Regions from separate parts of the Mus musculus genome. Here regions 1, 2 and 4 are each linked to region 3. Evidence: chromatin contacts called from public Hi-C, HiCAR-type and HiChIP or PLAC-seq data. All regions are on one chromosome and are shown on one strand. The core of a region is the stretch at or near the end of the contact, and the rest is flanking DNA. Distances in the headings are between cores, read along the strand shown.

Region 1 (5,983 bases), core at 3,406-5,905, 220 kb after region 3:
GTCCTCTGTAGACTGGGGGGGAAGGGGGGCAGATGGCATCATCTTTCTGTTTCACAGCAGCCTAAACGGCATGCTCCCAGAGTCTGAGGGGCTCTGCTGGGGGTTTCCGCTAGACTCGACAGTTTTGCCCTATAAGTCCAACCTCTCCTACACCAGGCCTGACCTGGAATTAGGGTTGGAGAAGCTCTTCAGACACGCGTGGGGGACCTATTCTGGTGGTTCTTCCAACTGCTGCCCCCTGCTCAGAGAGGTCCAGCCTGTGTCTAAGGCGGAGACCCAGTGAATAGTTCTATTCAAGGGCCTTCTGAACATGGTCCCTGAAGTTAGTAGGGGTGGGAGGTGGGGGTGGGGGTGGCAGTAGGAGTGTGACATCCCCACAGGGGTTTGGTGGCAGTAGCTCTTAAGGCCAACTACTGGAGTTGGCCCTGGACTGAGATGGTACAGAGGGTCAGGATGATGGTCCAACTCAGACAGCAAGGCTGTGGAGCATCATCATCATGATATGTAGGTTATGGCCCAGAAGAACGGAGGCCTCCTGCTAGTGGTAACAAGCCCCCTCCCCTTTCCTGCTCTATGTAGAACACTGGACTCTTCAGCCTGCCTTTTTGCATCTTGTAAGCGTTTGCTCCATACAAGGCCGCATGCTGGGTGTTAGGTAGAGAATGGTGGAGAAGCAGGTGAGGACTCCAGGATTAGGGAGCTGCGGTCCAGCAATGGGATGGGGACAGACAACATCCTCCAGCCAGTCATGGCTACTACGAAGAGGCTAAAGCCAAGGGGCTGGAGAGACTGCTCAGAGGTTCAGAGCATGGGCTGCTCTTTCAAAGGACCCAGGTTCAATTCCTAGCATTCACAACTCGCAACTATCTGTATTTCCAGTTCTAGGGGACCCGGCACCCACACACAGACATAAATGCAGGCAAAACACCAATGAACATGAAATAAATAAATAAATAGGTTAAAGCTATGATATGGAAGAGAGGAGTGTGGGAAGAGGGAACTAGGAAAGGCTATTTAAGGATATGATATGAGTTTAAAATCTACATGCCAGACGCAGCCAAGAATATAGTGTAGTTCAGGCTCAGATAGGTAAACTGACATGTGCCAAGGTCCTGAGGCAGAAACATGCTGGGTGTGTCATGGACTCAAAAGGAGTCATGTGAGAGAAAGTGAGGGAGTGGGGTGCAAAAGAGCCTGTAATCTAGAATTCAGTTAGTCTTAACGGGGATTCCTAAAGACTCTGGCAGCCTGGCAGCTATTCTTTATCAATGTCTCATAATTTTAAACTGTTAGACATCTAGGCACTTATCTAGTCTTCTATGTTGCCGTTCATATTTAGACAAACATCCTTGTGAATAAAACAGTCCATCTCCCTGGCCACTTTCAGACAACAACTAGTCAGCTGCACAGATGGTTTCAAAGACTCGGTTTCTCCCCCACCCCTCAAGTGGCCTTCTGGGATTGCATCTTTTCGGGCTTCTCTTAGGCAGTGGCTAACTCACACGGCCAGAGCTGTCTCTCCCTTCTCTTGGTTGACTTAGCCTTGCTGGTTGTTAAACAACTCCAGTTCATTTTGATGGATCCATCAGGCACTGATTGTAATGAGCCCACTGCATGTGACCCAGCGGCAGGCTCCTACCAACCACACTGGGCCCGGATGCTTTTGAACTTCTGCCGGGAGAGGCGATTCCCTAGCCCAAAGGCCCTTGGCTCAGGTGCACGCTTAAATCACCCCGTGGGCCTTCTGCAAACTCTAGAGTTAGGCTCCACCATGGGCCAATTAAAACAGAGTCTCTGGGAGTGAGGCCAGGGTATTAGCACTTAAAACTCTCTCTCCATGCTTCTAATTTGCCACAGGACCCGGGGCTCCTGCCCTGACCGACCATGCTTGAATTAATCAGGCAGGGGAAGACTAGCTTTACTGTTTGCACACTTGGGCCATCCCTCAGAACTTTGCTTTTTTAAACTTTTCATTATGGAAATTTCCCAATATATGCAAAAAGCAGACTGTACAATATAATGAACTCCTGTGCCTCCGTCACCCAGCTTCGACAATTACCCTAGGGGTTTAAGGAGGGAGCTGACATGGTTTGAATTAAGTTTGAAACAGGGTACTGGCTTCTATGGCGCTCATAGATGGTGGTGGAGAGCCGTGGGGGGCAGGAGGCACTCACTGAGAAGTCAGCCTGGGGAGTGGGGCAGGCCAACATGGAGAGAAAGGATAGAGGCTTAGGAGGCCACCCGGATAGGAGACATGGAAGCAGGTGCCTTCTACCTCCAGGTTAGGTAGAAAGAAAGGCGTGTCATCAGTGTGGAGGCTGGGGCATAGCTTGGGCTGCAGTGAGTGCACATTGGCCTGGGACCAAGTGGAGCAGGGGGTGATGGGAAAAAAATGTGCTGTCAGGACAGAGGAGAGCCGGCTGGATCCTGGTGGACTGGATGCAGGATGGTGGACAGGATGGTGAGATGAGACAGTGGGAGTTCATTCCCTTGGGAGGACGAAACCAGCTTAGTCTTGTCCTTGCCTTCCTTCCCTGTCCAACGCAGCCTCCTCCAGGGCCTCACCTGCTCCCGCTCCGCTGTCTTGCGGAGTTTGTATATGAACTCGCCCACTGCCACCAACACGGACAGGACCAAGCCGGCGGCCAGGACGATGAAGATGCCGCCGATCTTCTGGATGCCCAGGGCGCTGGCCTCCTTGTTCTCCTCCTCGGGGCACCCACTGCCACGCCACCACTTCTCCTTCATGATGTGCAGTTTGTCCTCCTCCTGTAGCTGCAGAATGGCGATGGTGATTTTGTCCCGGTAGGGGGAGCCTGCAGAGGGGGAGGGGGAGGGGGCTGTCAGTGGGGACTCTTTACTAGAGCTGCCTCTGCCAGCCTCCAACAGGGATTTCTCTCAATAAGGACCCTGTTCAAGTCCAGGTAAGGTATCTCGTGGGGAGGCCTTACTCACTGGGCATAGAACCTGTGGCCCCGGGAGGCCCTGTGTGTGGGTGCATCAACCAGGAGAGGGCAAGGAGAGGCTGTCTCCGCCCTCACAGGCCAGGGATGACCAAGCCAGGATTGTGTCTCCATCCCTCTGCTCCCCTGAGGAAACATCACCTTCCCAGGTTCCGTGAAATGACTCTGGGGACTGTGTGCAAAGAGGAGGGTGGAAGAACTCAAGATCCCGTGTCTGCACTGCACCCCTCTCCCCGTGCCCCGCTCGCTCACCCATGGGTGTGCCGATGCCATAGCCCTTGGAGTCGATGAGGCCACCGATCTGGGTGAGGTTGCAGTTCCTCTGTGTGATGTACTCTATGGTAGTGGACTCCATGAGCAGGGCGTAGTCAGCTGTGAGCGTCCGCTGGATGCCCTCCTCGTTGTTCTTCACCAGAGCCGAGGGCTTGCTGCTCATGAAGGCCCACATCTTCTCAAAGGTGGAGATCTTGGATTTCTGGGTGGCAAAGGGATGTGAATATTTAAACCAAAGCAAACAGAACCCCCCTCCCCCCCCATGCTCCACTCCCTTCAGTCACTCAGCATGGCTCCAACTCTGCATATATCCAACTCTGGGTATAATCTGTAGGGTTAGGGAACACTGCCACTGCACGGGTATAGAAACCGAGGCCCAAGACATGAGGTGTTGCTGGGCACAGTTCGCTGAGGTCCAAAATCTGGCCCACTCCCTGGTAGCCCTGGATTTTTGCCATAGCACAGTCTTTGGAACTAATTAATTAAACTCTGAGAGAGGTTTGAGGCTAGCCCAGGCTGGCCTCAAACTCGTTAGGTAGCTGAGGATGACTTTAGACTTCTGACCCCTGCCTCTGCCTTCCAAGTGCTGGGATTATATAACCCAGGTGGGTCACCACATCCGGGTTATATGATGCTTGGGGTTGAACAGGGTTTCATGTACATGAGAGGCAGATGCTCTGCCGACCTAGCTAAAGTCTCCTGTCTCTGACTGACTTCCTCAAAATCAGTTTTCTCCAAAACCTGTTAGGGAATTAACAAGCAGAGGTCTTGTTCTAAGGGCCTTAGCTGTAGGAACTCACTCGCCGAAATCACAGGAAGTACGTGTTATCAGCCCGTTTTGCAGACGGGGAAGCTGAAACACTGTTAAGCAATTCACCCAAGGCTATCCAGAGATGAAATGGTAGAGGCAGGCTTCAAATCCAGACTCTTTGGAGACAATCCAAGTGCCTACCCACACAGCTGCATTGTATCCGAGTAACCACTAGGGGGCACAAGTGAAGGTAAAGCTCGGTGGACTTTGTCTCCCCACTTCACTCCAAAGCTGTGCCCCCCTTTTGTGCACTCTATGTCAGGAGAGGAGTTGAGTATGGTTCTGGTCTGTTCTCAGTCCTGAGAGAGGCCCAGTGGGAACTGCAAGCAGAGAAAAGGGTGAGGCTCCTGGGAGTAGTGGACTGCAGGTCCCTGTGCCGGCTTCATGCCTGAGACCATAGGTGGGGTGGCAGCCTGTTGGGTGGGCTGCTGTGCCTGCCCCGGTTGTGTTATGTGTGCATGAGCCACCCTGGGAACTTGATGTATGCCAGCTGCCTGGTCCCAACAGAGACCAGCCCTGCCTTAGTCCTGGGGGAAGAGGTGGCTCTGAGAGCCCCTATTGTATCGGCTGTTTCCTACTCTGGAAGTGGCTTTCTGTGATGTCAGCCTGTATGATTGGCACCCAGCCCAGCTCTGATACACGTGACAAGATGGGTGCCCTCCCACAGGCTGGCACAGGCCTGGGGGAAGGGCAGGGAATCAGGCCATGGCTGCCAGAGGCGGGCAGGAAGCCCGAGAGGAACATGTATTTTCTTCTCTCTGGGTGCTTCTGGGCTCTGGCATGGGATAGGCCCTCTGAAACTGGTGGCCGATGTCCACAGCACGGTCCAGGGACGGAGCACAGCACAGGAATGAATATCAGAGCAGCATGGAGTCACTGAGTACTTTCAGGGCGTGGAACCTTTCACAGAGCTGTTGTTCCCTGCCTGCAAACTCACGTGCCTCAAAGCCGGTGCACAAAGGGTTCTGATGGCCCTGGCTCTCTAGGCTTCACCCAACCACTTTTGTAGGCAGCCATTGCTGCTCTCAGCGGCCCTACCCCCACAGCCACCTGCCTTCTGCCCAACTTTGTAGCCAGCCACCTTCCAGCTCTCTTTCTACCTCAGCTCCTCCCCAAGTGCTCCCCCGCCAACACCTCTTCCCTCAGAGATGGTTCTCATCCCTGGTTTTTCGGATGCTCCAGATGTTTCTCATTTTCCAGATAATTTCTGATATGCAGATTCTCCTCCGCCAGCTCCTTTGGCCCCTCTTCCTGCTTGGCAAGCTCCTATCCTTAGCACTACCCAATTTCTAGTGACTCCTGTCTCCCTGCGGCCACATCCTTGTTCTGGCTCCTCCTCCTCCTGAGGGTGGGCTGGACCTTTGGGCCTGCTTTTGAATCACTCTCTGGCAGGGGTGGAATAGCACCTCTGAGTGACAAGACTTTGTCTCCCTCTCCCTTGTGTGTTCCTCAAGTCTTCTCTCAGGTGCTGGTGACAGTACTGTCACACCGAATTGCTTAAGAAGAGCTCCCCATGCAAGTGACAGAGGACAGCATTTTGTCAAATCTCAGTACACAGTACTTCTCTTACTCAGTCCAGCGACCTGAGGGGAACTGAGCATGCTCTCATGACCACAGTCTTGGCTGATGGCTGGATCACAGCCTGTGAAGAGCCTCAGGCCAGAGGGCTCTGAAACTCCACTGACTCCTGACCACCAAGCTGCCAAGTGACAGATGTTGTTTTAAGAACTTTGGGGTAATTTGCTAAGCAATAGATAACTAATACCCTCTCACACCCGTGTTCCACAAGAGCTGCGTGTACAGATAAACACAAACTCCAGCGATTCCTGTAATCAAATTATCCAAGTCCAACCGTCTCCACTTGGCCAGACACACTGCTCCTCAGACCTGCGTGCATTCTGGCTGTTCCCACCTAACTGCTTTTCTCCCTTCAAAG
Region 2 (6,159 bases), core at 2,341-4,840, 140 kb after region 3:
GTGAGACTCATGGGCTGGGGGCCACATTCTGCACCCTCACAGGGCAGCAGAATCTCGGAGTGACAAAGGAGTTGTTATTTGCATCCTTCACTGCGGTATCATCAGCGAAAGATCTGTCCCCACCACATTGTCTCCATCCTAGTCTATTCCATGGGCAGTCATCCTTGCTATGAACAATTAAAGTCTCCATCACAGCCCCAGGGAGTCTCCACCCAGGCTTAGCTTTGGCTCAGAGAGCATTGAGGACGACACCTCTCCTGATGTTTCCAGAGCTTTCAGCTAGGGTTTTCCTAAGAGACATTTAAAAAGGCCCCCCCCACCCACCCAAAGGAGGTAAGGTCCCACATGAAGATCTTGTATCTGCATGTTAGTGCTTGTCCCTAGATTGCCACCACACTAGGATGTGTAAAATCTGGCTTCCAGAGGACAACCAACAGGAGAGGGAAATGACATTAGATTGGGAGTTGGGAAGCTTGGATCTTAATCTGGCCTGAACACTTCTGGCTGTGTGACCAGGAGGAAGTCGCTTCACCTCTCTGAGGCTCCATGTAGTACAGGGACAGTTGCTTCTATTGTAAGGCTTCCGTGAAGGGAGAGCTGATGAGCTGGGGGCAGCCTGCTCCTTGGCTAGAAGGGACATGCAGCTGAGTGGTGGGTTCTTTGAGTGTCCTCTGGAGGCAGAGGGAGGAGAGGTTTGGGCAACATGGCACTCCCGTGCACACTCTCAGGTCCCAGATGGTGGTCAGGGGCAGGGAAACATGTGGATGAGAACAGAAGACACATCTACACTTAGTTATGTAGCTGAAGTGCTGCTGTCCGCACTCAGGGACAGGGCAGGGGTGGCAGACTGGGACAGATGGGACAGATCTCTAGACCACAGAGAGGTTGCTCTTCCACCAGCTTTGTGACTTTGAACAAAAGTCCTGACTTCTCAGGCCCTCCATCAGAAAATGGTAGGATAGGCACGGACAGAATGGCTGGCAGGTGTTCTAAATCTCGGATGGTCATTCAGTAATTAAGTTTAGCAGGAAGTGGTCTAGAGTGGGGCAGGCCTCTGTATACTCTGTATACCGGGGGGGGGGGGGGGGAGGCAGCAGTGGAGGCATGGAGCTGATGTCACTTATGTATTTGTTTATTTATTGTGTGTTTACCTATGCGTGGGCACAGGTGTTCAGGTATGAATCTATATGGATGGTGGATATGCCTTCAGCAGCTGATCTTTTGAGACAGGGTTTCCTACTGAATCTGCAGCTTGCTGGCTACACTGACCAGTCAAGCAAGCCCTAGGGGTGCCCTATCTCTGTCTCCCTAGCATTGGGTTTTGGGCACACAATGCTGTACTTGGCTTTTAACTTGGTTGGGTATTGGGAATCTGAGCTCAGGTGCTCACGCCTGTGTGGCAGACACTTCACTGGCTAAGCTGTCAACACAGCCACCAACACAACTCAGAGAAAGAGTCCTAAAGTGGTGTGGGTTATAGTCCAACAGCTCATCTGGCATGGGCCACCATGTTCGCCACTCCGGTCTCCTCAAGCCTTCTGTCCTTCTTCAGGTGAGCAGCGGTTTTTCAGTTGATCACCCTCTCCAGGTCCCACCTTCCACCCCTGCCACCTTCTTCATGAGGACCATCCTCTCATAGATCCCCCCCCCCTTTCTCTTCCCACCGTCGTCCCTATAGGCAAGAAAACTCCCATGGATATTTTCATGGCAAAATGACATGAAGGAAGCAGTGCCTTTGTCTCGAAGCCAAATTTCAACCATTTTTACTCACAGTCCACAGGACCTTGTCTCTGCACCTAGGTAGTTGACCTGCTCTTTCTGGACCTTCCTGGATCCTAAGAAACATTCCTGATGGCCCTTGCATTCTCTCATGCTGACCTCTAGTTGTCCTTGGACTGGGGATCTTTGGACAAATCTTTGCCTTTGATTTCTTTTCTTAAAATATTAATTGCGTTCCATTACTTTATTTCATTTTAAAGTTTTACAGCTATAGGTATTTTACCTTCATGTGTATCCATACACCACACATAGGCCTGGGGTCCACGTGTTATCAGAGACCATTGGATCCCCTGGAACTGGAGTTGCACCATGTGGATGCTGGGAATTGAACCAAGGTCCTCTGGAAGAGCAGCCAGGGCTCATAACTGCTGAGCCATCTGTCTGCCCCAGCCTTTGGGTTTGAAGGCAGCCCGGTTTCCTGCATCTCTACCCACCATGCCCTCTGCCCAGCCTTTGGCTTCAAAGACTGCTCAGTCCCCTGAGTCTCTACCTACCATGCCCTCTGCCCAGCTTTTGGGTTTGAAGGCAGCCCAGTCTCCTGCATCTCTACCCACTGTGCTGCCAGCTCTTCCAACGCTTTTCTTTAGACAAGTCTCTTCAGCATTGCTGCTTTTTCTTTCTGTCCATAAAGTGATCACAATTTCTACCTGTGCTGCCCTTGACTCTCCCCAGCTTAGGCCTCTCTCCTGAATACCCACCTGCTCTGCTGTCCACTGGGCATCTCTCCCAGGATGCCTTTCAAACTTACCACGCCCTTCAGGTTTATCATCTCCCCTATGGTATGTTCTGAGTCAGAGGATGCCTCCCTTTAACAGTCTCCAAAGACAAAGAACTAAGACCCCTCCTTAATCCCGTCAACTCTCCTGTCTCTCCATCTAGTCTGTGAGACTCACCTGCATCTCTTGAATTTGTCTTGCTTCTCTGCTTGTGTTTTTTGAGACAAAGGCTCACTATCCTACCCAGGCTGGCCTTGAACTCACAATTTTACTTCCTTAGTCTCCCAAGTGCTATGATGACACTGGCATATATGGCTTTTTATTCTCTTGGTGGGGCAGTCAGGTGCTCTACCAGCTATAGCACTAGCCTTTCTGCATATGAATATGAGGGCTCTGGGCCAGGATGCCACCATCTAGAGCCCTGACACAGCTTATAGTGTTGTCCCAGTTCTAACCTAGTTGTCAGATCTCAGTCATACCTCAGGGAGTGCTCTGCTCCAGGGAGACCACCCTCTGTTCCATCCATCCACCAGAAGTAGCCGAACCTGAGCACATCTGGACATCTAGTTTTTTTTCATCAGTGGGGAAACAGACACATTACATGTATATGCTAGTGTGTGACAGTGAGTGTGTGCTGTGTGGGTATCATGTGTACATGTGAGTGTGCATGGGCTGGAGAGTCAGGATGATCAAGAAGAGACTCATGTCCCTAGAGTCCCCCAGAGACACTTCCCAAGAGCCTGTCTCCCCACTGTGGCCCTCCCACTCCAGAGAACAAAGAGCTTTCCAGTTGACTGGCGCCTGTGTTAGCTGAGACAAGGGTTGTACATCTCAATTTCTATCACATGAAAATGAAATCAAGAATGTGGGAACAGACCCGGGAGAGAGGAGTGGGGGGAGGGGGATGAATGCTTCTCCACAGTAGAGACCCCTCGTCCCCCCTGTACCTCCCACAAAAGCCACCTCTGTTGAGACAGCAGCATTCTCTTTTGGGGAACCTTCAAAGAAGGTGGCATTTACATTCCGAAACACAGGGAGAGTTAAACGCTGCGACAGCAGTAAGAAAAGCAGCCAGGGATAGGGAGCGTGTGGTGAGCTGCCAGCTCACGCACTCCGCCTGCACAAACCCGCCTTGATGTTGCAGCCTTGACTAGACAGAAGATGTTTGCCTTCTCAATTAGGAAAGATCCACAGCTTCACGCCTGCCTGGGAGGTGGCAGAGGCACTAGGATTAGCACCGGGGGAAGGACAAGGGAGGTGACAGAGTCAACAAATGTCTCCTCATCTCCTTTCAGCCCCTGCCTGCCCCAGAAAACATTTTTGGTTTCCTGGTGGGTCTTGCCCTTCTGCCCTCTCCTCTGCCTTTTCACTCCATAAACTCGAACTCAGGGCTGCTTCATACTTTATGCAGACTCTGTGGGTAGATCTGGGGGTCACAGAAGAATAAAACAAGATCCCTTCCCCGGGGAACTCAGAGCTAGTCAGAGACTGATGGAAAAATAGATGAACCCAGAAATAGCCAGGCCTCTCCTTTCCCTGAAGGAGCAGGTCAAGGGACATAGAAAAATTTCCCGAAGGTTCCCACTGGTTCCTGGGAGGGCTTGCACCTGTCAGGATTAGGCACAGACTGGAGTCGAAGGGCCTGGGTTCAAGTCTCAGCTCTGCCACAGAACGGTTCTGCCTCTCTTGTCCATGCTCACAGCAGGTGGGCTACTATAGTCCCCAGTGGTAGGGCTGGTGTCTGAGTTGAATGAGCTGCTTCCTGCTGGGGCAGAATGTCAATCATGGTCATTTTTGTATCTTTGTCATTTGGAGCCCAGCTTCTGTTTGCATTGAGTTAACTCCATTTGCACATCTTCTTACCCCCTGTGGGCTTGACCCCCACCCCCAGTCAGCCCAGATGTGGACTTCAATTCTTTTCTTTACACTTCACACACACACACACACAAATGGCCTCACCCCTAAAACAAAGCTTGGCTGGGCATACAAAATCTCTGCGGGTAGCTGTATTTTCAAAGGATGGGATTTATATATCGCGGAAAGCCACATGCAAAAGCCCATTCCCCAGAGCCCCTCAGATATCCCTGTCCGCCCTCCACGCCTCTTCCCAGGGCTTTGTTTTCTTATTTCCCCCTCTGCTCTCTCTATTCGCCGCCTTCTGTTTCCTCTTGCCCCCAGCAGAACAGTTTAGCAGTCTCCCGCTTCCTTGTCTCTGATCAAATCAAGCCCTAGGGATGTTATCTCCCTCCCAGGGCCTTATCAAGGTATTTCCCTATACAAAGACACTCTCTTTTCTAAGAGGGATTGGAGTGTCAGATGGTTGTGTCAGTTAGGATCCGACTAGGCAAGGGGAAATCTTTAATGTGGGGCACTGGTTGCAGGTGGCAGAAGGGTAGCAGGGCCTTGGGGCTCTTTCAGTGGGCCAAACAGTAAGATAGCACATATGGATGAAGAACCTCTGTCTCCCGGCCCCACCTTGCAACCCTGCTCCTCTGTACTGCAGTCACGTCGTGGCCCATCTTTGTCTTTGTTAAATGTGTATATGGTCACCATTAGTCTAGGTGAGGAGGTTACCTGGGGACAGCCGATGGGAAAGAGAGTTAGAATAAAGGCCAAGAGGCTGTGGTTGACCAGGGAAACAATATGATCTTCTAACCTGGCTGGCTTCTGGAAAGGCATTGCTCTCTTTTGGCCCAGGATGTGATGGGTTGGAGGCATGTTAGCTCGGTCTTTTTTGACTGATGGGGAAACTGGGCTCAATGGGAAGCAGAGCTCTGCCCACACTGGGCAAACAGGGACTATAGCTGGGGCTCCGCTTCAGTCCTGGGTGGTCATCCCAGCGGCACATTATGGGAAGGAAAGATTCAAGAAGGACAGAGAGGATGAAGGTGCCCCTATGCCCACTGGAGGGAGACCCCAGAGGGTGAGAAGCTCAGCTGGACAGAGTAGAGCTGGAAGGAGCCTTGGAAGGACAGACCAACCAACAAGGGAAGCCACATCCAAACAGTCAGAGATGTGGTGTCCCTACTTTTGTGGCAGAGAAGATGAAGCAACCAGCAAGGGAAGAATGGCCGGCAGGTGAATGGCAGCTGTGGGGGAGGAGGGGCCAATCTGCTCTCTAAACAAGCCTGGCAGCACACATGCCTGTCATCCCAGAGTTTCAGAGAAGGGGCAGGTGATTCATGAGTTCAAGGACAGCCTGGGCTACAGATCCAGACCCCGTGGCCAAAATAACAACCAAACCAGGAACAAACCTTAAGTGAGAGCCTAGCCCTTGTCCATTGATGGACCCTAACTAACCTAGCATCCTTGCCACAAGGAAAAGAATGGAAAGGAATGCAGGCAATTGAAATAGCCAGTTCCAAGCTGGGTGCTAGTGGCACACACCTTTAATCTTAGCACTTGGGAGGCAGAGGCAGGTGGATTTCTGTGAGTTTGAAGCCAGCCTGGTCTACAGAGTGAGTTCCAGGACAGCTAGGGCCACACAGAGAAACCCTGTTTTGAAGGGGAAAAAAAACAACCAAAACCAAACCAAACCAAAGCAAAAAAACCAAACAAACAAAGAAGAGAGAGAGAGAGAGAGAGAGAGAGAGAGAGAGAGCGCCAGTCCCCAGGTTAGCCTTGAAAAAGCTGGTCCTTTGTTTTGTTGCTATGACAGGGTCAC
Region 3 (5,921 bases), core at 1,647-4,146:
TTTCTCCCCCACCAACCCCATCCTGGTCTGGCGTGCTGGAACACAGTTAGCTCTCCATTGTCAGAGCTGGGAACTTCAGTATCAAATTAAATGCAAACAGATGGATCTTGCTCATCTGTGTTTTTTTCTCGAGTCCCTCAGCTGTCCTGGAAAAAAACAGGGCAGCGGCGAGGACATCTCTGGGCCGCCTCGCTAATGAGCAAGCTCATTTTCCTTGTCCTCCTCCTGCCACAAGGAGAGAAGGATTGTTTTCTCTGTTTGGCAAGCCAGTATCAATATTTCCAGAGTGAAGCAATGAAGAAAATGGCCCCAGGCTTGAACAGTGATGGAGGCTGCCAGAAGACGGCTGGGCAGGGGGCTTCCTTCCTTTCCGGTCTTTCCTCTATTCCATGTTCCCCAGCCCAGTGGAAAGCCAGGCTAGGGACCCTCCCTGGAAAGTCATCATCCTCCCCTCTTACCCATCATCCTCCCCTCTTACCCATCATCCTTCCCTCTTACCCATAGGCTGCCTTGCCCGTCTTGTGTCAGACGGAGGCTCAGGCCGAGCACAGAATGTGCCCAAGTTCATAGGTAAAGATGGGCTGGGACCAGGCTTCCTGGCTTATTCTTCCACACTTTTCCATGTGGTTTGAATGAAACTGAGCCACATAAACTTTTAGACAGTAGCCTTGTTGGAGGCTGTTATTAGTGGTGGACTTTGAGATTTCAGAAGCTCAGGCCAGGCCCAGGGTGTCTCTCTTCCTGCTGCCTATGGATCCAGATGTAGACCTCTCAGCTCCTCTCCAGCACCATGTCCCACCATGCTGAGACTGGACTAAACCTCTGAACTGCAAACCAGCCTTAATGAAATGTTTTCTTTTATAAGAATTGCTATGGTCATGGAGTCTCTTCACAGCAATGGAAGCTCTAATTAAGACACCGTGATACTACAAAGCTATACAATCTTTTAGGAACATCTTAACTTACATCTCAACTCAAAATACATAACAGACAAAACAAGTAAGGCCAGCAAGAGTGACAGAGGCAGGAGCTTAGTCAAGGTTTCTCATGGTTACGTAGACATTTGAAATGCCTTTAAGGAGCCCCGGGACTCAATGGAAGGAAAATTCACAAATCTGGATTCTGTATGTTTCTAAATCTGCTAGATTGTTGTTGTTGTTGTTGTTGTTTTTGTTTGTTTGTTTTTTTGAGACAGGGTTTCTCTGTGTAGCCCTGGCTGTCCTGGAACTCACTCTGTAGACCAGGCTGGCCTCAAACTCAGAAATCCGCCTGCCTCTGCCTCCCGAGTGCTGGGATTAAAGGTGTGCACCACCACTGCCCGGCTTTTTTTTTTTTTTTTAACTTTTTTTTTTTAATCTGCTAGATATTTGGGGTCCTGGATTGTTGGCCATCTTTCTACTGTGAGCATCAAGTAAGAAGGGAAGGGGAACCTACCCTTTACTTTCAGGAGGGGCAGTTAGGCAAAGGTCAGACTCTGAGCTGGAGAACTATGCTTTTGGGTGTGCCTCACTCCAGCCGAGTCTGCTTCATGTTTGTCCTGGGTTGCAGTGAGAGCCAGCCTACGAGGGTGACCCTTCCCTCTGCATTATGAGGAAAAGGCTCGGGGTTCTCAGCCTCTAGCTGTCTGTGTCCACGGGAGGACAACCGATTTACTCCTTCCTGAAAACAGTGTCCTCAGCCCTAGGACAGAGACAACGGCATTGTGACCCTTTGTGTTGTGTTGGAAGACCCAGTGAGGTGAGAGGCTTGCAGGTGACGGATGAGGCTTGAGGCTCCAGTGTTCCCTATGCACTGCTCCTTAACTTCCTACGTTCATTTTTTATTCAACAAATGTCGATGTGAAACCCTGGGCCCTGGCTGGTTGCCAAGGATACGCACTGGCTGGGAGGGCTGCTGGGTGTGAAGGGCAGGGCTGCATGGGATGCTCAGATTTTCCGTTCACATGGATGGGATGCTGTGTTGGCTGCAGCGCTTTCTCCTCAAGGAGATTATAGCAGCTACTGGTTTCTATGGTCTGTCTGTCTGTCTATCTGTCTGTCTATCTATCTATCTATCTATCTATCTATCTACAAGAAGTTATCTTTTAAGAAAGAATGATGAATGATTACCAGGGCTGGGGACTTGCTGCTATAGGGGACTGTCTTAACTCCTGATAGCCCCATGACTCTAATCACACCTACTGGGCAGCTGGAATGATGGAGCAGTTGATCCGGGATGCTCCAGTTGCCACTGCGTTTCTGTGAATTCTAACACACAGGGAAGAAGAAAATGGGCCTTGAGGAATTGGATGGCACTTGACTTTACCTTTTATTCCTCCCCGCCACACAGTTTCAACACATATATTTGTATACTATGGCTAGAAGTAAACTTTCTCATTGTACAGAAAGGGAAACTGAGGCCCTCAGAGGGCTAGGCTTTATTAGAGTCTTTCAGCTAGATAGTAGCAGAGCTGGTGTCTACATTTGGGTCCCTGGACCTTGTCCTTGTCTGCATCTGGCAAACTGGAGCATCATTTGGCCGTGCGAGACATCTTCCCCATCCTTTGCAATCAACACTCTGAGCCTTTGCTTCCCTGAGGTCAGGGCTAGGGTGGGCTGATCTCCACTAGGCTGGGCTGAGGTGGGGGTGTACGGTGGGATGCAGGGAAGAAACGGTTCACTTCAGAGGCACTCCCTAGTTCAGATGTATCTTCTAACTTCCTCAAGTTTCAGGCCACACAATTAAGGCCTTGCTAATAAGCCATCAGTCTTTGTCCCACAAAGAGCTCGGCAGGCCTCCCTCCTCCTTTGGGAGGGGATCAATGCCTTATCTCAGCTGGGCCTCTGTGCTGGGAAGGAGGGAAATGAAAGCACTTAATTAAGGCGCAGAGGAGCGGAGAGGGAACCAGGCCACGCCAGACGCATCATCTCTGGGTCCTGGTATTCATCCCCTTCCCGCCCAGCCCCGCCCCTGAAGACAGCATGCAGCTGCAGATTCCAGGGAGACTGCTGCTTAGGGGGGCCTACTGAAGCCATAGCCCTGTGTGAGGAACTCAGGATGAGAAGGTGAAGATCAGAGACTCTCAGAGCCCACCTACAGCTTGTCCCCACGAAACCCACCCGACTTTTCCCTGCCTAGTCCACTCCACCACCGATTGGGTCTGGCCCTGGCTGTGGGCAGCGAACTGGAATCTCGAGCTGAGGGAACTCTGCCATCCCGGGCATGGATTTCGTGTTCTTTCAGGTAAGAAAAGCTTTCTTGGCCTCATTTTCCTCTTGTGAATGGAATGCTTCTTCATGCTTCAGCAGGGAAGGGGCTGTGTGTGCTCAGCCATCCACAATTCCTCTCTAGGTCTTGGATATAAAATGCTTTCCGGAGGCCCCGTGCTTGAGCACATGATCACCAGCGGGTGGCGCTGTTTTTTCGAGGCTGTGAACCATACAAAAGGTAGGGTCTTGCCTGGAGCGGCGATGAAAACCTTACCTCCTAGAACTTTGCAAAGTTGGAAGACTCAGTTACCAGAAAGAACCCTCTAGCCTGTGTGAATTCTCCCTCTCTTACGCGAGTCTCTGTCCTCTGTGGGCCTGCCTGGTGCCTTCAGAGACCCCGCTGCCTCTGACCTTGGAGAATCCCTACCACTGGGGCTCCTGTTTAACTCTAGCCTTTCACATCCATCCCTTGGACAGCAGGGGGCACCTTCTTAGTTCTGCGACTACCACAGGGCCTGCCTGCATTGCGGAGGGCAGATAATAGAGGATCCATAGAAATCTCGTTCCGCTTCCCTCGCTCTGGCTGCTGCGTCCCATCCTCCCAAGCAATTTCAGCGCAGCAGGAGCGCAGGTTGGAAGGCATTTTTTGTGCAATGGTCACACCCAGCATTGCCCTGCTTCTTTACCACCCAAGGGGACAGGAGTAGAGGGACGGAACAGGATCTCTTCCTTTAAGCACGCTAGGCAAGTGCTCTGCCACTGAGCCACATCCTCAGCTGGATAGCTTGAAATCAACTTGGGTAAGAATATTCACACCAGGGCCTTTGGCAAGTGCTATAGATGACTACTCACTGTCGCATCTGTTTTCCAGCACACCACTGAAGTGGGCAACACTCACCCTGTGGGCATCCTTTATTGAGGGGCTCAGACACTGCTGGGTATGAGCCAGGTGGTGACACTCATCCTGCCGGTGATCCTTTGTTGAAGAACTCAGGCACCACTGGGTAAACTGTCTTCCTTTCTGGTCCCTAGTTGACAAGGACATTTTCCTTCTCCGTGGCATGGCCAGGCCTCTGTTCGCACAGTGATGGCTAGCCAGTGGATACATCCTTGTATTGGATTTCTGTCTTCTCCAGTTTATTTGCTCTAGCCACAATGCTTATTTCTATAGACACATACTCTCCATAGACCGTCTTTTTGCAAGCTATTCTCCCAGCGCAATCTTGGACTCTCCCCTTAAGTACAGGCTATGTCTGTTTCCCCTGCCCAGAGTGAACCCTTTCTGTGCTTTTGTTCTTTAAATTTTTCTAGTCCTGTGTCCAGGTGGGACTGTACAGAGTCTCCCCCTAGCAACAACTCCGATTTTCTTTCGAGCACCTTCAGTGGGTGTGTGGAAAGGATTTAAAAATAGTCCGTTGATTTAGGGGGTAAAAGGAACGTTTTTGCGGTCTGAGTCTCACCTGTAAGTCTGGCCTGATACGCTCACTGCTTCCCTCTCTGGCTGATTTAGTTTCCATTTGCGAGTGTAACCACCACCTGTGTTGCCTCCTGTGAACTGTGTTTCTCTCGCCATTCCCCAGTCACAGCTGCCCAGGAACCTTAGCACCCAGTCCCGGGCCGTTGATCCTCCAGTCGTCTCGGCAGCTCTTTCCGGAACATGTGTTATACGTCTTCATTCCTGGCTTCTAACTCAAAGCTGCTCAAACTGTGCTCACTGACATATGATCTGTGACTCAGTTTCCTGTTTTCAGTGGATGGATTAATTGCGTGGATTGTAATTACATGAGCGGGTTTGGTGACAGCTGGAAAGATTTCTAGTTAACCGGGTCGTGGACAGTAGCTATGGAGGGCCAGTGCTTGTTGCTTTGAGGTAGTTAGATTGAAAAAAAAAATCAGGTTGAACAGAGGGCAGTGTTCTCTCTGTCCCTTTCCTAAAGAACAGCAGGATCAGAGGGCTTAGCAGGGACAACTATTTATTAATCAGATGATCTTAGAGAGACTACATTATTCAGGAGCAAGCGCTGGCAGAAGAGGAAGCCAGAGAGGTTTGAAGAGGGTGAGTGACTCAGTGATGCTCCATGGCTGACTTTGAATATGGAAGAGGCCGTGGACCAGGGAATAGGGCTGGCCTTCAAAGATGGCTATGACCAACAAGTAAGTGGCAAGGACACGAGGGCTTCAGCCCTATAATTTGGCGACAGCCTGAAGGACGGTGGACATGACTCTTCTCATTTCGATTCTAGCTATGCTCTCAGTAGAAGATCCGGCCAAGCCTCAGCCTGGACTTCTTACCTGAGATAATAAATAGGTATTATTTTAGACTGTGTTAAGTCTGTGATCATTTGTTACGGCAGCAGTAGGTTACCTATATTCTCATGGAGGGCTGTATGAGCACAAGAAAAAAACAAAACAAAACAAAACAAAACACCTTCAAACCACTGAGCTTTCAGGGCCTGCCTGTGGTAGCAGCCAAGGATGGGAACACCGATTAATACAAGATTCATTAGCTGCCAGCCCCTCTGCAGCCTGGAGGCCAAGAGAGGGAAAGGTTAGGAAGCATGTGAGGACAGACTCAATAGGGATGAGTGTAGTATCAGCTATAACAAAATGCCCAAGACTGCACATTTTATAAAGATAAGAGGTTTTAGAGATGGAAATTCCAAACAGCATTATACTGGCTCTGGTGAAGGACACCTCGGGTGAATCACAACATGGTGGAATCAGAGGAGTGAC
Region 4 (5,335 bases), core at 2,161-4,660, 190 kb after region 3:
TATTATATGGGGGCTGGGAATCTCTACTCAGGTCTTCATGATTGCATGGCAAGCATTTCACCGGCTGACCCTCCTCCACAACCCCTGATGGGGAAAGCTTTATGAGCCAGTGTGCCAGGGACTATGTTGGTCTTTCTTCTGCCATAGGTGCCAACAGTGATCTAAATGGTTGCCGCACATCAGCCTGAGTTCAGAAGGGGACTGTGGCATGGACAGGCTGATGCACAGAGACCAGCTGCATTTGTCACACTGAAGCTGGGTCAATCCCTCTCTGAACCAAGGGAGTGTGTGGGTGGCTGTTAGGACATCTTGGAGACTGTTTTTCATGAAACCTGCATGTCTCAGTCCATTGTGCTTCCATAAGAGAACATCAAATGGGCGCTTTATGAAGATCAGACACTTGGTTATCTCAGTTCTGGACTCTGGGAGTTCAAATTGAGGATCTGGAATCTTCTAGAAGAGCTGTTCTCTGCTTCCAAGGTGACACTTGAAGCATTGTGTCTTCAAATGGTGGAAGGCAGAGGGCATGGTGGGGAGTCTCTGCAGTGAGGCACCAGGGCTCTCCCAAGACTCTGTTACCTCCTGAGACCTCCTTATAATATGGCTACACTGATTGTTAAGTTTCAGCACACAGGTGGTGGAGAGAGAAGCCACCACTCACCACAGCACTGGTATCACGTGTTCTAGGGTCCTAGGATGTCAGCACCAGGGTCCTACAGTCTCAAGACAGGCCTCGGGTATGTGGTAGCCTCTTGGTGGGAGGGGCCTTGGGCTTCAGGGCAGAGTGGGGAGCACTGACCTTTGATGGTTACCCTGTCATTAATGACGGCTATTCTCTGACTCTCCAGGCATGTGCACGCTGGCCAAAGCCACCTCTGTCCTCAGACTTGCCCAGAATCTTGGTTATTTCCCAGCCAGTTATCCTCGGACTAGGTGCGAAGCTGGAGCAGTGTGCACCTGGGAAGGGTCAACTGAGGCCAGTGTAGGTGAACCGCTACTGCTGGGGACTCCAATGATGGCCATAGAGTGGTCTGTTACCACTCCTTCTGAAAGAGCCTGCTACCACAGAGGGGTGGAGGGTCATTGTGGAGGAGCTTCTGTGCCCTGGAGTCTCTCTCAGCTGCTGTATATGGTCAAGATGGCTTCTGGGCCAGCCTAGAAAGTCTCATAGTAGCTGGCCCTGAACTGCATCATCTAAGATATACAGAGGGACCAAGAGAGGGTGTACTAAGCATGTGGTAGACAGCAAAGGAAATGGTTCTCCTCTCTCTCTCTCTCTCTCTCTCTCTCTCTCTCTCTCTCTCTCTCTCTCCCTCTCTCCTCCCTTTCCCCCTGCTCTCCTTTAGTTTGTGAGGTGGGAGGAACAGTGTACCACCACTGGTTTCCAGGGAGAATCGCTGCACAGCAAGAGCGGCGTGGGCGGACGGGGATCTGTACTCTCTCACCTTCAAATCCACTTGGGAAGGGGAGGTGGGCTTGGAGAAAGCACTGGGTAGGCTCAGCTCAGGTCCCAACCCTCTGGGCTCCATCTGCCTGCTAGAGAGGTTTCCGCCATTTTCTCTTCTTCCTTTTGGGGTGTATTTTTCAGGGGGAGGATTTTGGCTTCAGTGGGGCTCATTCTAAAGACAGGAGTCTCTTATTCCTGGATTATATTTACCTCTGTGCTAAGGTGGAAATTTTCACCTACTTTGATGTGGTTCTATTTGGAAGGGAAAGATGTTTTGATTAATTAATTAACTAATTCTATTGTGTTCTTTTACGAAGTGTTGGTGTTAGGGGGTGCAGAGAAGACAACTCAGTAAAATGCTCGCTGTGCATTCTTGAGGCCCTACCTGAGTTTGATTCTCAAACCCACATAAAAGTTGGGCATGGCAGTACTGGGGTCTATACCCCAGTGCTGGGGTAGCAGAGACAGGAGGATCCCTGAAGTTCCCTGGCCAGGCAGCCCAGCCAGTGAGTAAGTTCTGCTTTCCTGCCTCGGAAAATAAGGTGGAAAGTGATCAAGGAAAGCATCCAGAGTCGGCTTCGGGCCTCTACATGCATGTGCACATGTACCCATTTATATGCACACACAGACACAGACACAGACACACACACAGACATCTCATGCACGTAGAATCCTTGGTGTTAAAAGGTGTTTCATTGCAATATATATATATATATATATATATATATATATATATATATATATATTGTTCATGTTTTTAAGTGAGTGATTTTTGCAAAATGTTTGGCTTCCCATCAAGTGTCAGACATTCAGTCAGTTCTGACAACAGTCAGTCTCTATCACCAGGTCCTAGGTGACAGGTGGAAAAAGAAAAGAAAAAAGAAAAGAAAAGAAAAGACCCCAGCAGCAACAACAAAACCCAAAACACAAAAGCCTTATACTCTGGATGAGGTTAGGCAGCAAGGTCCCAGCTAGCAGGACACCTGGCCTGTATGCCATTCACTGTCACACGACCTCTCAGACCAGGCACTTCATCAAGTATGGGGTGCACTTGGGAATCCCATTCTTGGGGTTGAGTCTGGTTTGTTTGCTCACTGTGCAATTTTAGGACACTCACTTAACTTCTCTGAGCCTCGGCCATCAAGTTTTCCTACCCAAGCAAGTACAACAAATTTTCAGTTTGTAGACCACGTGAATCTCACAATGCCATATGGTAGTTGGTGACCTGCGCCTGCTGATGTCACTTGGACTAAATGGTCATCTCACCGAGGCACAGGCTGAGGAAAACACAAGGAGTCCTTCCTATGGCTGCCTCCCCTTCCTCCTTCCTCTCCATGTTCTGCTTGCTCTGCATTCAAAAGCCCACCCTACCACCCACCACCGTGGCCCGGAATGTGCTCCACCGAGAGCACTCAACTCCCAGCTCCGTGTTTGTAGCAGATTTCACGCCAACGCAGCTTACCATTTTGACACCGCCAGATCGCGCCTCTTTATTTCGTTGCAGATTTGTGGGTTTTTCCTCATAAAGTGTTTACTGCGTATGTGAAATATAATCACGGCTTTATGAATATGAACTAGATTATTTTAATGATTGCAGGTAATTTGAAACTTAAGGGCAATCACATTTCCCAGCCATCTACAGCGTTTCGGAGACACGAGTGAGCGGTTCCAAACAGCCGCGGTCGCGCACGTCTGCCCCTCTGTGGTCTCCCCGCTCCAGCCCTGTGTTACGGTGATCTGATTATTGTAATTGATGACATTAGGAACCAGGAATCGCGCAGAATAATGCAGGCGCCTGTCATGCCAGAGCGCTTTTATTCATTGTCAGCGAAGTTCATAAAGTTGAAAGGGAACATCTCCGTGGACCGCGACAGCACAGAGCTGCATTCAGTCTGTAACTCACCAATGAAATGACGATCAGCAGAGGCCCACTTGAATGGGCGATTGGAAGCAGTTCTCTACACCCCTCCCCCTGCCTGGACCCCTGGGAGTTGTATTCTGCCAATCCCAGTCATCCTCAGCAGGAGGCCCCTGCCCTGGGGCCTAGGAATTCATTACCTACCGGGACCTGCCTTCTTTTGTTCCTGTTCCCAGATTTCAGCCGCTCTTTTCCAAGCCGGATCCCACCCACACCCTTTTGAGAGACTCTCTCCTCAGTCTGGAGACTCAGGCTAGAGAATTTTGTTTGTGACTCTTGAGGACACAAGGCAGGGAGCTCTTCTAAGGTGCTTCTAGAATCCTGGATCTTCTTTTTAAGGTGCAACTGAGATCTCTGTGGATTTTAAATGTTTTTACCTCTCTCTCTTCTACTGCTTTGTGTGTGTGTGTGTGTGTGTGTGTGTGTGTGTGTGTGTGTATACAGGTGCGTGTGGAAGCCAGAGGTCAACCTTGGGTGTCGTCAACCATCCGCTTTGTTTTTTGAGATAGGATCTCTCACTAAGTCCTGGGACTCTGCAGTTCAGCTAGGCTAGCTGGCCAGTGAGGTCCAGAGATCCGACCGACTGTCTGAGTCTCCCCAGTGGAATGCAGCCATGTACCAAAACTCTTGGCTTTTTACATGAGAGGATGGAGGTTTGGGGATCGGAACTCAGATCCTCAAGTTGGTACACTTTACCAATGGAGGGGCATCTCCCCGCCATCCCCACCTTTCTCCTTGGGCTCTTCCTCTCTTTTTTGGTGCTGAGATGGCAACTGAAGCTCTTGCACTAAGCTCTGACCTCAGCCTCATCTTTTCTTTGTCTTAGAGCTGAGCACAATAGCCATCAATTACTGAATGCCACAGCGTGCAGGCGTGGCATTTACGCGCTCACAGGTCATCTGACGGAATTCCTCCAAGCCACTTACTTATTCCCATTTTCCACACAGAGACACGGTGGGTCAGAAGGGCTAAACCACCTGCTTAGGACAGCACATTTTAGTTAGTGGTCAGTGATAGGACTCAAACCTAGACTTGCGTGGTTCCAAATGGTTACAAAGTAGCTTCTCTCAGAAGTGTGGGAGGCAGAAAGGAAGCGCATTTCAGAACTTTCAGGTGCATGGTGTGGAGGGGAATCCTGGAGCGCCTCCGGAGGAGTGGCGCTGGGAGCCCGGCTTCACACAGACGGACTGGAATTCTGCAGTGTGCTGGGGAGAGGTAGGGAATTGCTCATCAGAAGCTCAGAAGAGCCCAGAATTCAGGGGTGTGCTGGGATGTTTAAGAATGGCACAGACTCCCAGCTACATGGAGTGTGGTGACCTTGACCAGTGGTCACTGCAAGAGACGATGGGAAGAAGGTATCAGGCTACTTTTGGTCCCCCAGCCAGGGGGACAGGAACAGGTCTTACAGGGCAGTCCACTAACTAGAGGGAACCACCCCTCGCTGCCCTTCACCCCTCCTCTCCCCCACTGCACCATCTGCCTAGAGCCTTGTTCTGCAGGGTAACTGCAGCTCTCCAGCCCTGGGAAGTAGGTGAAGGAGGGCAGGATGGTTCTCCTCTCTTTCCTGCTAATTTGCTGCTTCTGCTTAAGCTTGTAAAAAGTTTCTTGAGCAAAACCACTGTGGCCTGCTGGAGCCCGCTGAGCTGCTGTAATTAAGCTTTGATTAGCCAGCTATAAACTCCCTTTTGGAAGCCAGCTTTGCCCTTGGAGGCCTTCTGTGGAGTGACCTGATCCTTAGGCCCCAGGACTCTGAGGATTTTCCCAGCCACCATGGTCCATAGGCAATGTATCTTTAGGAATGGGTTCGTATCACTATGCTCGGTCTCCTGAGATACATACAGACAGAGGGAAGACATCTAATGCCTGCCCCACTTCTCAGAAACACGGTGGGCAGGGGGACTGGGAGTGGGAGGGAGCCCCTGGCCTCTGTTTTATGACTGCAAACAATAGTTCTTGACCAAATGTATTTT

Evidence for each region. Hi-C and Micro-C count contacts between places; a contact is called where the count stands out from the background. HiCAR-type assays count read pairs that join an accessible place to other places. HiChIP or PLAC-seq counts read pairs in DNA pulled down with a chosen protein or histone mark.
Region 1: a contact with region 3 is called in an H3K27ac HiChIP or PLAC-seq map of oligodendrocyte precursor cells, with 4 times the contacts expected there. The contact joins the enhancer-like site here to the promoter of 2610028E06Rik in region 3. A contact is called at or near these places in 2 of 484 Hi-C or Micro-C datasets (cerebral cortex and nephron progenitors), 6 of 115 datasets of contacts at active chromatin or transcription factors (SST interneurons, embryonic basal ganglia, embryonic hindbrain and 3 more) and 1 of 9 other capture datasets (embryonic stem cells).
Region 2: a contact with region 3 is called in a Hi-C map of cerebral cortex, with 1.9 times the contacts expected there. The contact joins the enhancer-like site here to the promoter of 2610028E06Rik in region 3. A contact is called at or near these places in 2 of 484 Hi-C or Micro-C datasets (cerebral cortex and nephron progenitors), 1 of 115 datasets of contacts at active chromatin or transcription factors (stem cell-derived anterior neural progenitor cells) and 1 of 9 other capture datasets (embryonic stem cells).
Region 4: a HiCAR-type map of embryonic stem cells shows a contact between it and region 3, with 2.1 times the contacts expected there. The contact joins the enhancer-like site here to the promoter of 2610028E06Rik in region 3. A contact is called at or near these places in 4 of 484 Hi-C or Micro-C datasets (cerebral cortex, embryonic stem cells, forebrain neurons and 1 more), 12 of 115 datasets of contacts at active chromatin or transcription factors (SST interneurons, differentiating embryonic stem cells, embryonic basal ganglia and 6 more) and 1 of 9 other capture datasets (embryonic stem cells).

Annotation. Positions count from the first base shown.
Region 1 is chr4:125,701,788-125,707,770 of GRCm38.p6, reverse strand. Grik3 (glutamate receptor, ionotropic, kainate 3) reads right to left here. Exons shown (of 16, transcript NM_001081097.3): 14 at 3,216-3,438; 15 at 2,566-2,816. Among named protein-coding and RNA genes, the nearest start is that of Gm40249, 130 kb to the left of the region's middle. Within about 2 kb of position 4,655, at least 80 of the 459 cell types and tissues checked have an H3K27ac peak or open chromatin away from gene starts, as enhancers often do. A contact at or near this core is called in SST interneurons, cerebral cortex, embryonic basal ganglia and 3 more, where this site is marked.
Region 2 is chr4:125,778,507-125,784,665 of GRCm38.p6, reverse strand. No RefSeq gene overlaps it. Among named protein-coding and RNA genes, the nearest start is that of Gm40249, 55 kb to the left of the region's middle. Within about 2 kb of position 3,590, at least 32 of the 459 cell types and tissues checked have an H3K27ac peak or open chromatin away from gene starts, as enhancers often do. A contact at or near this core is called in cerebral cortex, where this site is marked.
Region 3 is chr4:125,919,378-125,925,298 of GRCm38.p6, reverse strand. 2610028E06Rik (RIKEN cDNA 2610028E06 gene) reads left to right here and starts at 2,896. Exons shown (of 6, transcript NR_015560.2): 1 at 2,896-3,222; 2 at 3,331-3,426.
Region 4 is chr4:125,727,561-125,732,895 of GRCm38.p6, reverse strand. No RefSeq gene overlaps it. Among named protein-coding and RNA genes, the nearest start is that of Gm40249, 110 kb to the left of the region's middle. Within about 2 kb of position 3,410, at least 33 of the 459 cell types and tissues checked have an H3K27ac peak or open chromatin away from gene starts, as enhancers often do. A contact at or near this core is called in embryonic stem cells, where this site is marked.